2 separate regions of the Mus musculus genome follow, and region 1 is linked to region 2. The links are chromatin contacts, called in public Hi-C maps. All regions are on one chromosome and are shown on one strand. The core of a region is the stretch at or near the end of the contact, and the rest is flanking DNA. Distances in the headings are between cores, read along the strand shown.

The links. Hi-C and Micro-C count contacts between places; a contact is called where the count stands out from the background.
Region 1: a Hi-C map of embryonic stem cells shows a contact between it and region 2, with 2.3 times the contacts expected there. The contact joins two enhancer-like sites. A contact is called at or near these places in 1 of 39 promoter capture datasets (the C10 cell line), 2 of 15 datasets of contacts at CTCF or cohesin (embryonic stem cells and pro-B cells), 49 of 484 Hi-C or Micro-C datasets (B cells, B-cell progenitors, the C2C12 cell line and 30 more), 10 of 115 datasets of contacts at active chromatin or transcription factors (the HPC-7 cell line, embryonic basal ganglia, embryonic limb bud and 6 more) and 2 of 9 other capture datasets (embryonic stem cells and macrophages).

What each region holds. Positions count from the first base shown.
Region 1 is chr9:72,867,453-72,874,275 of GRCm38.p6, reverse strand. The region is part of intron 11 of Prtg (protogenin); the gene reads right to left. Among named protein-coding and RNA genes, the nearest start is that of Pygo1, 55 kb to the left of the region's middle. Within about 2 kb of position 2,540, at least 68 of the 459 cell types and tissues checked have an H3K27ac peak or open chromatin away from gene starts, as enhancers often do. A contact at or near this core is called in embryonic stem cells, where this site is marked.
Region 2 is chr9:72,782,769-72,789,476 of GRCm38.p6, reverse strand. No RefSeq gene overlaps it. Among named protein-coding and RNA genes, the nearest start is that of Gm27204, 6.7 kb to the right of the region's middle. Within about 2 kb of position 1,531, at least 6 of the 459 cell types and tissues checked have an H3K27ac peak or open chromatin away from gene starts, as enhancers often do. A contact at or near this core is called in embryonic stem cells, where this site is marked.

The sequences.
Region 1 (6,823 bases), core at 1,291-3,790, 84 kb before region 2:
TACAGTTTATAATTACAGCTTGTGGGGCAAGGTGACAAATGTCCTTGTCTTTCTCAAGACTCTAAAGCTTCACAACGGAAGTCACTTGAAAATACTAGAGTCAGAATTTTAGAACAGGCTGGTTGGTGGTAGCTCACACCTTTAATCCCTGCAGAGACCAGCGAATCTCTGTGATTTAGGTCAGTTTGTCCTACAGAGTGAGTTTAAGGACAGCCAGGGCTACAAAGAGAAACCCTGTCTTGAAAAAAAAGGAAATTTAAAACAGTAATCAGTCTCCAATTAAAATATTTTTTCTTTCCATTAATAATCTTATTTGCGTAAGTGTCTTGTGTATGGAGGTATGCATCATGCTCATAGAAGCTATCTTGGGAGTTGGTCCTCAGGTTCACAGATAGACTATACTAGATGGACCTTAAGTGGCAGAGAGCCTCATGGCCTTCCCAGCACTGGGATTACAAGGGTTCACAACCATGTGCAGCCTTTTCACATGGGTTCTGAAGATAGAACTCAGGTCTTCGTGTTTATAACACAGTCAGCATTTTACAAATCAGTTGTCTTCCCAGTTTCAATAATTTTATTTTTAATTTTTCCCCCTGTACTACTGAGGAGAGAGCCAGACCCCTGTTCTAAGTGTCTTACCACTTGGTTGCACCCCAGACTCAGTAATATCTTTACTATCATGTGTGCTTACAAATAGGCCTTCGCTTACTTACTTTTTTAAAAAATGATTTATTTACTACATATAGAGTGGTCTGCCTACACAGAAGAGGGCACCAGATCTCATGATAGGTGGATGTGAGCCACCATGTGGTTGCTGGGAATTGAACTCAGGACCTCTAAAAGAGCAGTCAGTGCTCTTAACCTCTGAGCCACCTCTCCAGCCCCCTTCACTTACTTATATGGGTGGTGCACATTTTATTATTTCGTTAAAAAAATACAAAACTATCTTTAAAGCCTAAGACAAAAACATTCTCCCAACAAGGGCCTCAGCTACAGCATTCCCCTCGCTTACAGAAAGGATAATTAGAACAAAGCTTAAAATTCATTTGCATCCAGTTGTTAAAGAGCAAAGTTCAAAATAAAACCAAAATAAAGTCTACAAGCGTAATTACTCCAGTACAGCAATTATTTTTCTTCTATCCACCCAAAAGCTTTTTTCATCTGTTAATGGTGGCATTTAAAACAAACAAAACAAAAAAAAACTTCTCTAACTTAGCTCTTTGAGGACCTCAGGCGTCTAAGAATTTCTGACATTCCCCAGAACCTTCCAGAGTGGTCTGAGCATCAACACTGGGACAGCATTGATTTAATTTCCTAAAAGGCCTCTTCCTTCTGTAGGAGACGGCAGGCACTTACCATGATTACAGACTTAGGAAATGGGAGACTGCCAAGTTTATCAAAGACCCCTCGTTCCTAAGGATAATGGCTGGAGACTGCAGCCCAAGCAGCAGTGAGGAACCTTCAGTACCAACAGCCGCCAAGAGGCACACAGGACAGCAGGAATAAAACTGTAAATTCCATTTAATGCCCTTCAAAACACAAGCACTGTAGACAATAGTGGGGTAACCGAAAAGAGAGGTGAAGAGGTTAAAGAGGCTGGGAAGCAATCAGTTCAATAATTATTAAACAGCTCTAAGATCATCAGATGGAGGACACGGCATCTTTTTTTCAAGTGTCTTGATTTGAACTACCCCATGGAACGAAGCTTAAAAATATTTCCTCCTAGAGATAAACAGGGGACATTGTGGGTTTTGTTTTTATGTGACTTCCAGTTTCCTTTATCTTTCAGTTATGCCCATTTTTGGAAAAAGATTTCCTGCTGTTTCTTTCTTAAACAAATAGGCAAAAAAAAAAAAAAAAAAAAAAAAAAAAAAAACCAAAGTGGGCTAAGGATATATTTGAGAGGCAGGATTCTGCCAAGCAGGGGTAGAGCCCTGGATTTGATCTGGAACCCACCCCCCACAAAAGCCGAGACAGAGAATGGAACCATCCAAATATTTCAATCAGAAAGTTAACTTGATATAGCTGTCAGGGTAAGGGGATGTGAACGGAGCCAGGCAGCAGAGGGCATAACCGTGCCCCACCCCCTACCCACCATGATATCAGACCCTAAAAGTTAACCAGCGTTAGAGATGATTTTGAAACACATCACAATTGGTATTCCGCTCCACACAGACCAGAGGAAAGCCAAACAAAGCATCAGAGCTACTTAAAAGAATGGGACTTCCTCACCAGGCTTCTGTTCTCCATGGGGGCCTGGCTTTATTCAGGATTCCTTTCAGACTAGCGTGTGAAGTGACTACTGTAAATCTCTGCCTGGCGCCAAAGGTCAAAGGGTTATCTGCAGTTACCTGTGCTGTGGCTGTGGGCTTTTAGGGCACACTGGCTTCTTCGGTCTTTCTTTTCTTTCTTTCTTTTTTTCCTAAGCACGATGGAAAGCTTGTGAATCGCATCAAGATAATTTAGGTCCTAAGAAAACAAAGCTTCCAGCCTGTGGATAACCTGCTTTCCCAAGAGAAGGGAACAAACGTCACCTTTTCAGTCGTCCACAAAGAGAGACCAGATGCGGCGGAGCCCCTCCCACCACACAGCTGCTAAAACAGTAAAACTTCAAACTCACAAAAGGGAAGCCATTTAGGCAAATGCAATTTTGTTCTAGGGAGGGAAGAAACCATTACTTTATTGTTTTTTGTTTTCTTTTTTCTTTTTTTTTTAAAGTAGCTAGGACACCAGGCTTCTGCTTACACACCACAGCTTGTTTGATTAACTAGACAGATGTTTTCTCAGGGAGCACAGTGGATACTCAGGAATTTCAAAGGGAGAGGCTATTCAAGACAGGACTTCAAAATTCAGCGGTAAAACCCAGAAAGTTCTATCCACAAAGGTCTCACTGGGTTTGACATTTTTTGGAAAAGTGAACTATTTTTAAAAGATAAATCCAACAACTTCATGAAATAGGGGAGCATACTATTTCTTTCTCTCCAAAATACGTTTTTTGTTTATTTGTTTGTTTGTTTTAGCATGAAATAAAGACATGCACACTACCTCACTACCATGAGCTCAGTCTTATATCCTACAAGGCACAGCAGAAACGTGATCCTTCTGGGGTGCTGTTGTAGTCTCACCTCCGCAGTCCCCCAAGAGTAAAGGGAGAGCAGCCAGGAGCCTGTTTGATTCTGGGCTCAAGAATGCTTTCTACCACTGAAGAACTCATAGCCATCTTCTGCGATTTGCTAGGAAATCTGATTTAGAACAATCCGTGCATCATTTCTGCCAGAATAGGGCTGAGTCCAACCTGTTGCTTCATTTTCCTTCCTCATCAATTGATTTATTTATTCTTTTAAAATCTTCATAAATGTAGATAATGTGTCTCGATCACCATCACTTTCACTCCCATTCCCGCTCCCTCTGGGACCACTGTCCTCCCACTGGCCCTCATGCCCGCCATATGTATACATGTATGTATGCGCGTATTGTTAACTCACTGAATCCAACTTATGCTGCCCATAGATGCATAGGATGGGTCGTCCACTGGGTGTAGGGAGTCTACAAGTAGATAATCTATCTACCACTGCCAAAGAAAAGTGCCTCTCATCCCCTAATAGCCACAAATGGCCACCCTGAATTTCCTATGTAGTTTCTAGTGGCGATGGATACAGATTCAATGCTTAGAGTTGCACCAAACTCCAGTATCATCCACACATTAAGAATTCTGGAAGTCTTAGTAGTTTTGGTTTTTTGTTGTTTTGTTTTGAAGGACTCCATTGAATGGTGTAACTCAGAAAGAGATAACATCTGAAGTTTCATCTTCACACAGGAAAGAAAACTTCAGGGAGATTTGTCTGCAGTGGCCCCTCCCCCAAGATTTACCTTTCTTTTTAAACAAGCCCACTGATTGGTGTCTTCTGTTTAATCCTTTGTTATTTCCTCTCAGGACAGCACTGCCAGAAATACTGGGCCCTGCCAGGCACTGTGTCACACAACTTCAGTCTCAAATCCCAGCACTCAGGAGGCAGAGGGAGGTAGCCTCTGAGTTTGAGGCTAGCCTGGCCTATAGAGTGAGCTCCAGGACACCCAGAGAAATGATGTAAGCCAGAAGTAACCCTTCCTTCCTTGAATGTTTTGTGTCAGATATTTGTCATAGCAATGAGAGAAATAACTAATATATGCACAGGGTACTAAACTGTTGTAGACACGCCACTGAGGTGTCATGATTAAAAGCAGAATCAGAGATTCCTTCTCCAAAACCCGACTGTTCTGAAAGCTCTCCTCAAAAAGCAGCAGCTCCCACTCAGAGCTAGCTCACAAGCAAGGTTCTTCTACTGTCCTCTGACCAATCACACTCAAAACCAGCGAGCAGCACTGAGAACTTGCTACTCATTGTGCTGAAGGCTCCACAGCTGAGAGGGTAAATGCTGGGATTCAAGCCCCGGCCGCCTAATCTCAAAACCCATAGGTCTTCTGTTTGCACTATCACCACCCAGCGAACGTACAACAATTCTGCCATGTCTATTAGTTTCCATGTTGCCTCTGGGCAGGCAAGATCAGCCCCTACCCAATCAGTGGTAATCACTACGCTGCTGGCTGTTTTCCTTCTGTACAGATGCGACTCTCCACTGTATTCCCTTGAGGTGGAGTCTCTCATGGAACCTGGAGCTCAGGGAGGCTGGCCAGTCAGAAGCCTGGCTCCTCCTGTCTTTGCCCCCCTCCTCACCCCCAGTTCTGGGTTACAGATGCACTCAGCCATGCCAGGCTTTAAAAATGAGTACTTCCAAAAATTTTTTTTGTATTACATCCATTCTAAAATTAGAAAATTTGCTTTTCTGGAATCTAAAGAGATGGTTCGGGGTTGAGAGTGTGTACTGATCCTTCAGGGACCTGGAGTTTGGTCCCCAGGGCTATGACCAGGTGGTCCACAACCACCTGCAACTCCAGGTCTAGGGGATACAATGCCCTCTCTGGCCTCTTCAGGCACCAGGAGTCACAATGTACAACCCCCGCCCCCAACACACACACACATAATTAAAAATAAAATAAATCCTTTACAAAAAATATTGTTTTTTCTAGTGACCTCTGTCTCTTAGGCAGTGTCTTCACAAAGAGTCAAGCAAAGACCCAGAGGGGCCAACCCTTCACTTTGTAAGGATAGTTCTGATTCCAGGGTCCCCTGCCAGTGGTTACTGAAGCTCACTATTGGAATTTTCTAAATTTAGTTCACTTTCTGATTTGCAAGACCAAGAATCTACTGTGACATAATCCTAGCAGAGCCAAAGGAAACAGAGCCTGCAATGCCCCTGCAGGCTGGACCTATTGAGTTCCACTAAACACTGTGCCTCTGTATTCCACATTGCTACAGAGGGCTTGAAAACAGGAATGGAGGGCCGAGAGCCATCACATGACTGAGTAGGCTGAAAAATATTCTTTTTTTTTTTTTGAACGAAGTACTAAAGGCTCTCAGGCTCACCTGAGGAGTTAAAAACCACACTGTTTAAGCTGTGAATTAATGAAACCCAGGGCTATTTGCTAATTTCCTTGCTCACTCCACAACACAAAATAGAATTAATCTGACACTGTCATAACTTCCTAATATGAGGTGCACCAAGTCTAGAGTAATTCATTTTTCTCAGGGGACGGAATATTGTCAGACTTGCCTTTGGAAACCTCCTGGGAGCTAACTCAAGCAAAGGAGTGATAAGGTAGGAAGCCTGGATGCAGTCAGACCTGGTGTAAAGCTGTAAACGCGAGTGTCAATATGGTAATTACTCTTATACACGACAAATATGGACGAGCCCAAGTTCAGCATTTCAGTAAACATCCAGGCTATGCTGCTGGTCTTGGGATGGCATTATGAAATTCTATATAATATAGAACTATGTAAAACTATATAAATCCTGCACTTTATAAAATAATAACACAGTCAGATGCCTGTCACCCAGCTTATGAGCTAAAAATGGTCTGTTAGGTGACACCCTGTCTTTCAACATTTTGATGTGGTGTTGTCTTCTACAAATGATTGGGATTCATTTGTAGCCATTGCCGGGACACATCTGAGTTTTTGAGTCACAGGCTGTACATGTCTAGATGCAATTGGTTGTAAAATAGAATTTAGAGAGAATACTATTGGGAATGGGGTGTGATAACGCATGACTATAACCTGAGCATTTGAGAAATGCAAGCAGGAAGAAGCTCCTAGGTTCAAGTCCACCCCTGGTTACATAGTGAGATCACAGCTACCCTGAGCTACAGAGTAAGAAATAAAAATAAAAATAAAAATAAAAATAAATAAATAAATAAATAAGGGCTAGGGATCTGGGGATGTAGTTTAGTGGCATATGGGAAACCCCCGACTTGAGCCCCATGTTCACTTAAAAAAAAAAAAAAGCCCAAAACAAAACAATATAATCTACTATTGAGGCATGCCAAATTACTATTTTTTTCTTATTTCATTGTCCACAAATAAAATAGTGGTATTGGAAAATAATCACGGATTTATGGGGTTTGATTCTTCCTGTTTGTTCTTGAGACAGGGTCTTCCTCTGTCTCCCCACCCAGCCTCAACCATGTGATGCCCCTGCTTCAGCGTCCTGAGCACTGGGAAGGCAGAGTTGTGTTTTCTGAGGCAGCCTCTGTGTGGCTGGCAAAGCAGATTCCTGTGCCAGGCATGCATAGCCCACGGCTATAGACTGCCATAAAGAGCATACACTGTTCTCCCAGAGGAGCTGAGTTCAGCTCTCAGCACCTGCGCAGGACAGCTCATAACCACAGACTCCTGTTCCAAGGGACCTGACACCTCTGGCTTCCGCAGACATTCGCACTCACTGCA
Region 2 (6,708 bases), core at 282-2,781:
AGGCGGGAACTGAGTTAGAAGCCCCACTACCCACTGACTGCCATTCATAGTGCTAGAGGGCAGGGCACAGCTGCTGGAGGACTGTTACCACTGGTCCTACAAAGCTATGAGCCCACATGTCAACAGTAGCAGCATGCCAGGCCAGGTACGCACACTGATGTAATGGCGGCCCAGCTCTTATGCATACAGTGAACTATTTTTCAGGACTTGATGCCTGCTCCACTGGAGAGAACCTGAGGTTGGTAAGTATGTAAGTAGGAACAAAAATCCGGGGTCATAGGTCGTGGTGGGGGAACTACTAGTGTTTTGTTGAATGGATTCTACGTGCTTGTAAAGTCACAATATATTACTGCTGCTGTCAGCCTTGGTCAGTGAAGCTTCTTTTTGCAGTGGATGGTGGTTGCTATGGAAACTCATAACCGGTCACTCTTCTGGGAATAAATGCTTGTTGCTGTGGCACAGTGACATTTATGTCACCTTCTCTGAGCTTAGAGAATAAATACAGGGGCAGGAAGAATGGAAAAGCCACAAGAAGGAATAGCATGTTGTGTGGCTTTCCCTCTGAGTAGGACAGGATTTTTATCCCTTCACGTTGTTATTGCTGTTTGTTTGTTTTTTAAAGTGGTAAACTTCATGTGATGTGATTATATTACAATATTTAAGAGCTTTATTTATGTATTTATTTATTATATACAAGTACACTGCAGCTGTCTTCAGACACACCAGAAGAGGGCATCAGATCCCATTACAGATGGTTGTGAGCCACCATGTGGTTGCTGGGAATCGAATTCAGGACCTCTGGAAGAGCAGTCAGTGACCTTAACCGCTGAGCCATCTCTCCAGGCCAAAAGATTTATTTTTAAGTATGTGTCGGAGTTGGGAGGTGCCCATGTTGTAAGCACTCGTGGATGCTGGAAGAGTGTGTAAGATCCCTTAGAGCTGGACTAACAGTTGATTGAGAGCCACCTTTACGTGGGTACTGGGAACCGAACCCAGAGCTTCTGAAACAACAGCAGGCTCTCTAAACCCTGAACTCCCTCTAGTCCTGATCATGGACCTCTTAAACTGAGTACCTGGTCTCATCAGCATGAGAGCATGGCTCTCATGAAATGGGGTTTACTGACAATTCCCTCTTGGAGAGGTAGGAAACACGTGAGCCCTCACCCTTCCCCAAGGACATGTGAGGTGGGATGAGAATTTAGGTGTTATAGTTGCTGGTAGATTACCCGATGCCTTTCTTGCATTCATGTATAACCCCAAATTAACTAATTGGTTACCAAGCAAGGCTTGAGTGGAAACCTTTGTTTGCTCTGCCATTGACCCCTCTAGCTGGTGTGGATAGAAATGGACCCTCGGGGAAAGTCACATTCAAGCAGTTTGCCTTATAGGCTTGTCCTCTGATGACTCTAAATAGAGTTACTGACTTTTAGTTTGTAGACATTTTTTTCTTATGGGAATGGATGTGAAGGCCTCCAAAGCAAGAAGCAGAAGTCTCTAGACAGCCTATTGGAATAAGAAAGAAGCAGATGGCCCAGAGGAAGGAAGTAAAGAAGCAGGCAGTTGTAGGTCTTGTATAGTGGGAGTTTCTCCTGTCTGTAAAGCTCTGCCCATGAAGGGATTTAGAAACAAGCTCCCTACCTGTGCCCTCCATATCTTACCTTCTAGGGAGGGGCCTGAAGAGGAATTTCTCACCCCTGTATCCATTAGCTATAGCCAAGGTCCTAAGTTTACATAGTAAGGATGTAACTTTTCAAGTCTACCCCTGGGAGCTGGGAAGGGGTCTTTTTTTTTTTTTTAAAAGATTTATTTATTTATTATATGTAAGTACACCATAGCTGTCTTCAGACACTCCAGAAGAGGGCGTCAGATCTTGTTACAGATGGTTGTGAGCCACCATGTGGTTGCTGGGATTTGAACTTCGGACCTTTGGAAGAGCAGTCGGGTGTTCTTACCCACTGAGCCATCTCATCAGCCCAGGGGTCTTTTTAAGATGAATAGGAGCACAGGAAATATCCACCCCACTGTTAGATGTCCTTGCTTGGAGTCTCTTGTGAGAAGGGAGGGAAAAAGACAGCTGATGGATAAAAAGTACCATTACTGTCCAATTGCAAGAAGATGGAGACTGAAAAAATAAACTGGCTTTAATTTATTAATTAGCTAATTAATTAATTAATTAATTAATTAACTTTTTGAGACAAGGTGTACCATGTCCGTGGCTATAGCAGGGGATGGCTTTGAACTCCTTCCCAGTGCGCCATTACAGTTATGTATCACCAGACATGGTTCATGTGATGCTAGGAGATTGAACCTAAGGCTTCAGGAATACTACCAAGTATTTTCATTTATTTTTGTGAACTGAAGACCAGGCTCAACACCTTACAATCTACTAGGCCAGGGCTCTACCTCTGAGCAATGCCAGTGGCTTCAAATGTGTTCGGTTACCAAAGACTGAAGGGAAAGCTGCTGGAGGAGGCAGAAAGACAAGGTTACAGAGCAAGGGGCTGGAGAGATGATGGCTCAGTAGTTAAGAGAGGTCCCCCAGAGGACCAGAGTTCAGGTTCCAAGCACCCATGTTACATAGCCTCAGCTTCAGGGGTTCTGGTGCCCTTTTCTGTATTCCATGGGCACCACACTAACATGTTCACATGCACACAATTAAAAATAAAATAGTTCTCCACCCTTCCCATGCAGGAGAGGGGAAGGAAAGACTGTAGGAGTCAGAGGGGGTGAAGGACACCAGGAGAACATGGCCACTGAATCAATTAAGGAGGGCTCATATGGGCTCTTGAGTCAGGAAAACGAGGCCTACAAGGGCCTGTACCAGGTCCTCTGAGCACATTAGCTTAGAGTTGTTGTGGGAGGGACCCCCTAATAGTAAGAACAGCTGTCTCTGACTCTTTCATCTGCTCCCGGGACTCTTCCTGTTGCATTGGTTTTTTTTGCTTTGTCTTACCTTATCTCGTTTTGTCCTGTTTGGTTGGTGTCTCTGAGAGGCTTGCTCTTTTCTGAAGGGAAATGGAGCAGGAGTGGATCTGGGGGAGAAGGGTGGTTGTGAGGAGCTGGGAGGAGTGGAGGGAGGGTCAGGATATACTTGAGAGGAGCATCTATCTTCAGTTTTAAAAAAAGTATACAGAATGGGGGAGCTGGGTAGAGAGATGGCTCAATGGTTAGGAGCACTCCCTGATCTGGCAGAGGGTCTAGGATCTCCTAGTACCTGTATGGTTGTCCACAACTATCCTTAACTCCAGTTCCAGGGAATCTGATGCCCTCTTTTGAATTTCACAGACACCATACATGCGTGTGGCATACACATACATACATGCAAATAAACTATTCATACCCCTAAATTAAAAATAAATAAAGCTTTAAAAAAAAAAGCATACGGAACAAAAGAATTAATCTTAAATCCTCTGCTAATTTGGGTTACTTGGTGAAGATACCAATGGAGAGAGAAAATTGGGTGACTGATGGAAAGAATTCAGAGGTGGCTTTCTGAATACAGGGATGAAAACCAGAGGGTGTGCCTAAGGCTGGGTCTGTAGGGGGACGGGTGGGAGGAAAGGAGGAGAGGCAGGGTCCACGGGGGTTGAGGGCACTGTTTTGGCAACTGAGGTACCTTCTGCTCAGAGCCTGTGAGACTGCAGCTCACAGGCTCTGGATGGCTAAAGAAGGGATGAAAGACCAGAGGCAGAATTTGGAGTGCCGTTTCTTTATTTGTCTTGTAGTGAGTGCTGCTATAGCAAAGAGTTATGAACTGAGCAGTTTGGACAACAGGAATCTACTGTCTCCACCCTAGAAACTGAGATTAAAGTCACCTGGTGTCTTAGTTTGATGTTCCAGTGTTTTTATTGCTCTGTTAAAACACCATGTCCATGGGTGTAGGTCATTTTACTTCACTGAGGGAAATCAAGGCAGGAACTGATGCAGAGGCCATGAAAGGGTGCTGCTTGCTGGCTTGCTCCTGAGAAAGCCACACTCCTCACACTGCTTTTTCTTTCCTTTTCCTTTCTCCCTCTTTCTTTCTTTCTCTCAAGATTTTAAAATTTACTTTATGCATATGAGATGAGTGCTCCGTTTTCATCCACACTAGAAAAGGGAATCAGAAGCCGGATGGTGGTGGTGCATGCCTTTCTTTAATCCCAGCACTTGGGAGGCAGAGGCAGGCGGATTTCTGAGTTCGAGGCCAGCCTGGTCTACAGAGTGAGTTCCAGGACAGTCAGGGCTACACAGAGAAGCCCTGTCTCGAAAAACCAAAAAAAGAAAAAGAAAAAAGAAAAGAAAAGAAAAGAAAAGAAAAGAAAAGAAAAGAAAAGAAAAGAAAAGAAAAGGGAATCAGATTCCATATGGATGGTTGTGAGCCACCATGTGGTTGCTGGGAATTGAACTCAGGACCTCTGGAAGAGCAACCAATGCTCTTAACCGCTGAACCATCTCTCCAGCCCCAACACTGCTTTCTTAAACCACCCAGGACCCCTAGGCCCGGGATAGCACCATCCACAGTGGGCTGGACCCATCTCATCAATCATTAATCAAGAAAATGACCCAAAAGCTTGTCCCCAGGCCAGTGTCATGGGAGCATTTTCTCAGGTGAGGCTCCTTTTCCCAGGTGGCTCTAGTCTGTGTCAAGTTGTACAGCTAGCACACCTGGGTTGTGACGTACCTCGAGTGACTCCTTCTTATCCTAGCTTTAGCTATCTAATGCTTCATCCAACCACTCCCCAGCCACTGCTACCCATATCCTGCTGAACAGAGGATTCCTACACACGGTGCCTTGGGAGGTCCATTGTTTTACAACAGAAAACAAGTTGTCTTAATCAACTGAACTGAGACTTCTGCCCCGGCCTACCTCTGGTAGGATGTAATTGTGGGTTTTGGCTTCATAAACCTTGCCTTCCTTTTTTTTTTTAAGATTTATTTATTTATTTATTATATATAAGTACACTGTAGCTGACTTCAGACACACCAGAAGAGGGAGTCAGATCTCGTTAGGGATGGTTGTGAGCCACCATGTGGTTGCTGGGATTTGAACTCAGGACTTCGGAAGAGCAGTCGGCACTCGTAATCACTGGGCCATCTCATCAGCCCAAACCTCACCTTCCTTTCTCTGGGGTCAAGAGTTCTTTCTCGGGGGCTGGTGAGATGGCTCAACAGGTAAGAGCACCCGACTGCTCTTCCGAAGGTCCTGAGTTCAAATTCTGGCAACCACATGGTGGCTCACAAACATCTGTAATGAGATCTGACTCCCTCTTCTGGAGTGTCTGAAGACAGCTACAGTGTACTTACATATACTAAATAATAAATAAATCTTAAAAAAAAAAAGTTCTTTCTCGAATAAGACTGCTCTGGACCACTGGCAGCTAAGACACTCTTAACCTGACTTTCATTGAGTGGCATTCTCTGGCATCTCAGGTGGGCACATCAGGTCTGTTCCTGATCTGCCCATGACAATCTCTGAACTTCTGATGTATGGCAATGCCATTTCCGGCCCCTGCCTTTCTCTGTACAGGACAGTTTCCCTGGGTCTTCATTTGGCCTTTTCGTTAGACAATAGGGACCCGTGATAATCTAGCATAACATCATCCACGTGAACCTACAACTATCCCATTTCCAAATAGAGTCACATCTGAGTTCTTGGGGGCTACAGTTTCACTATTATTTTCTGTTCTAGTAGTGTACCAGGGAGTTTACTGGTATGATATACAGGAGCATGGTGACTTAAAGAGAGTCAGAGCTCCCTGTGTGACAAGCAGGTTGGAGACCCTCTTCCCAAATATCAATCTATTTTTCTTTTCTTATTTTGTATGTTTGGGGTGTTTTGTTTTGTTTTTCTTTTTCTTTTTTCTTTCTTCTTCCACTGTAGCTGTCTGTCTTCAGACACACCAGACAAAGGCATGGGGTCCCATTACAGATGGTTGTGAGCCACCATGTGGTTGCTGGGAATTGAACTGAGGATCTCTGGAAGAGTAGTCAGTGCTCTTAACTGCTGAGCCATCTCTCCAGCCCAGTGTTTTCTTGTTTTTCAAGACAGGGTTGCTTTGTGCAGCTTTAGCTGTCCTGGAATTCATTCTGTAGACCAGGTTGGCCTCAAACTCACAGAAATCCACCTGCCTCTGCCTCCCAAGTGCTAGAGTTAAAGGTGTATACCACCACTTCTCAGCTAAATACATTTTTTTTTGAGAGAACACAAGTCAATATGTAGTAGTTCCCACTTTATACACGAGCAGACTAAGAGTTGGAGAGATGAAATGAATTGACTACAGATGGTTGTGAGCCACCATGTGGGGTGCTGGGAATTGAACTCAGGACCTCCGGAAGAGCAGTCAGTGCTCTTAACCGCTGAGCCATCTCTCCAGCCCCAGCTCATGCTTTTTTAATCTCAGAACTTGAGAGACAGAGACTGTGAGTTTAGAATAGTCTGGGTCCTGTGTACTCTCCAGCTCCCGTTCTCTCTTCCTTTTTCTGGTTCGAGACCATCCAGAACTATATAGTAAAACCCTGTTTAAGACAGAGACAGAGACAGAGAGACAGAGAGATTGGAGAGTGATAGAGGAAACACCTGACATTGACAGCTGGCCTCCACATACTCGTGTGCACACACAGACACACAGACACATGCACACACACCCATACATGAATATACACAAACACACCACACAGCAATTAATAATTTTAAAATAAACAATAGTGATACCAATACTGACACTTTTA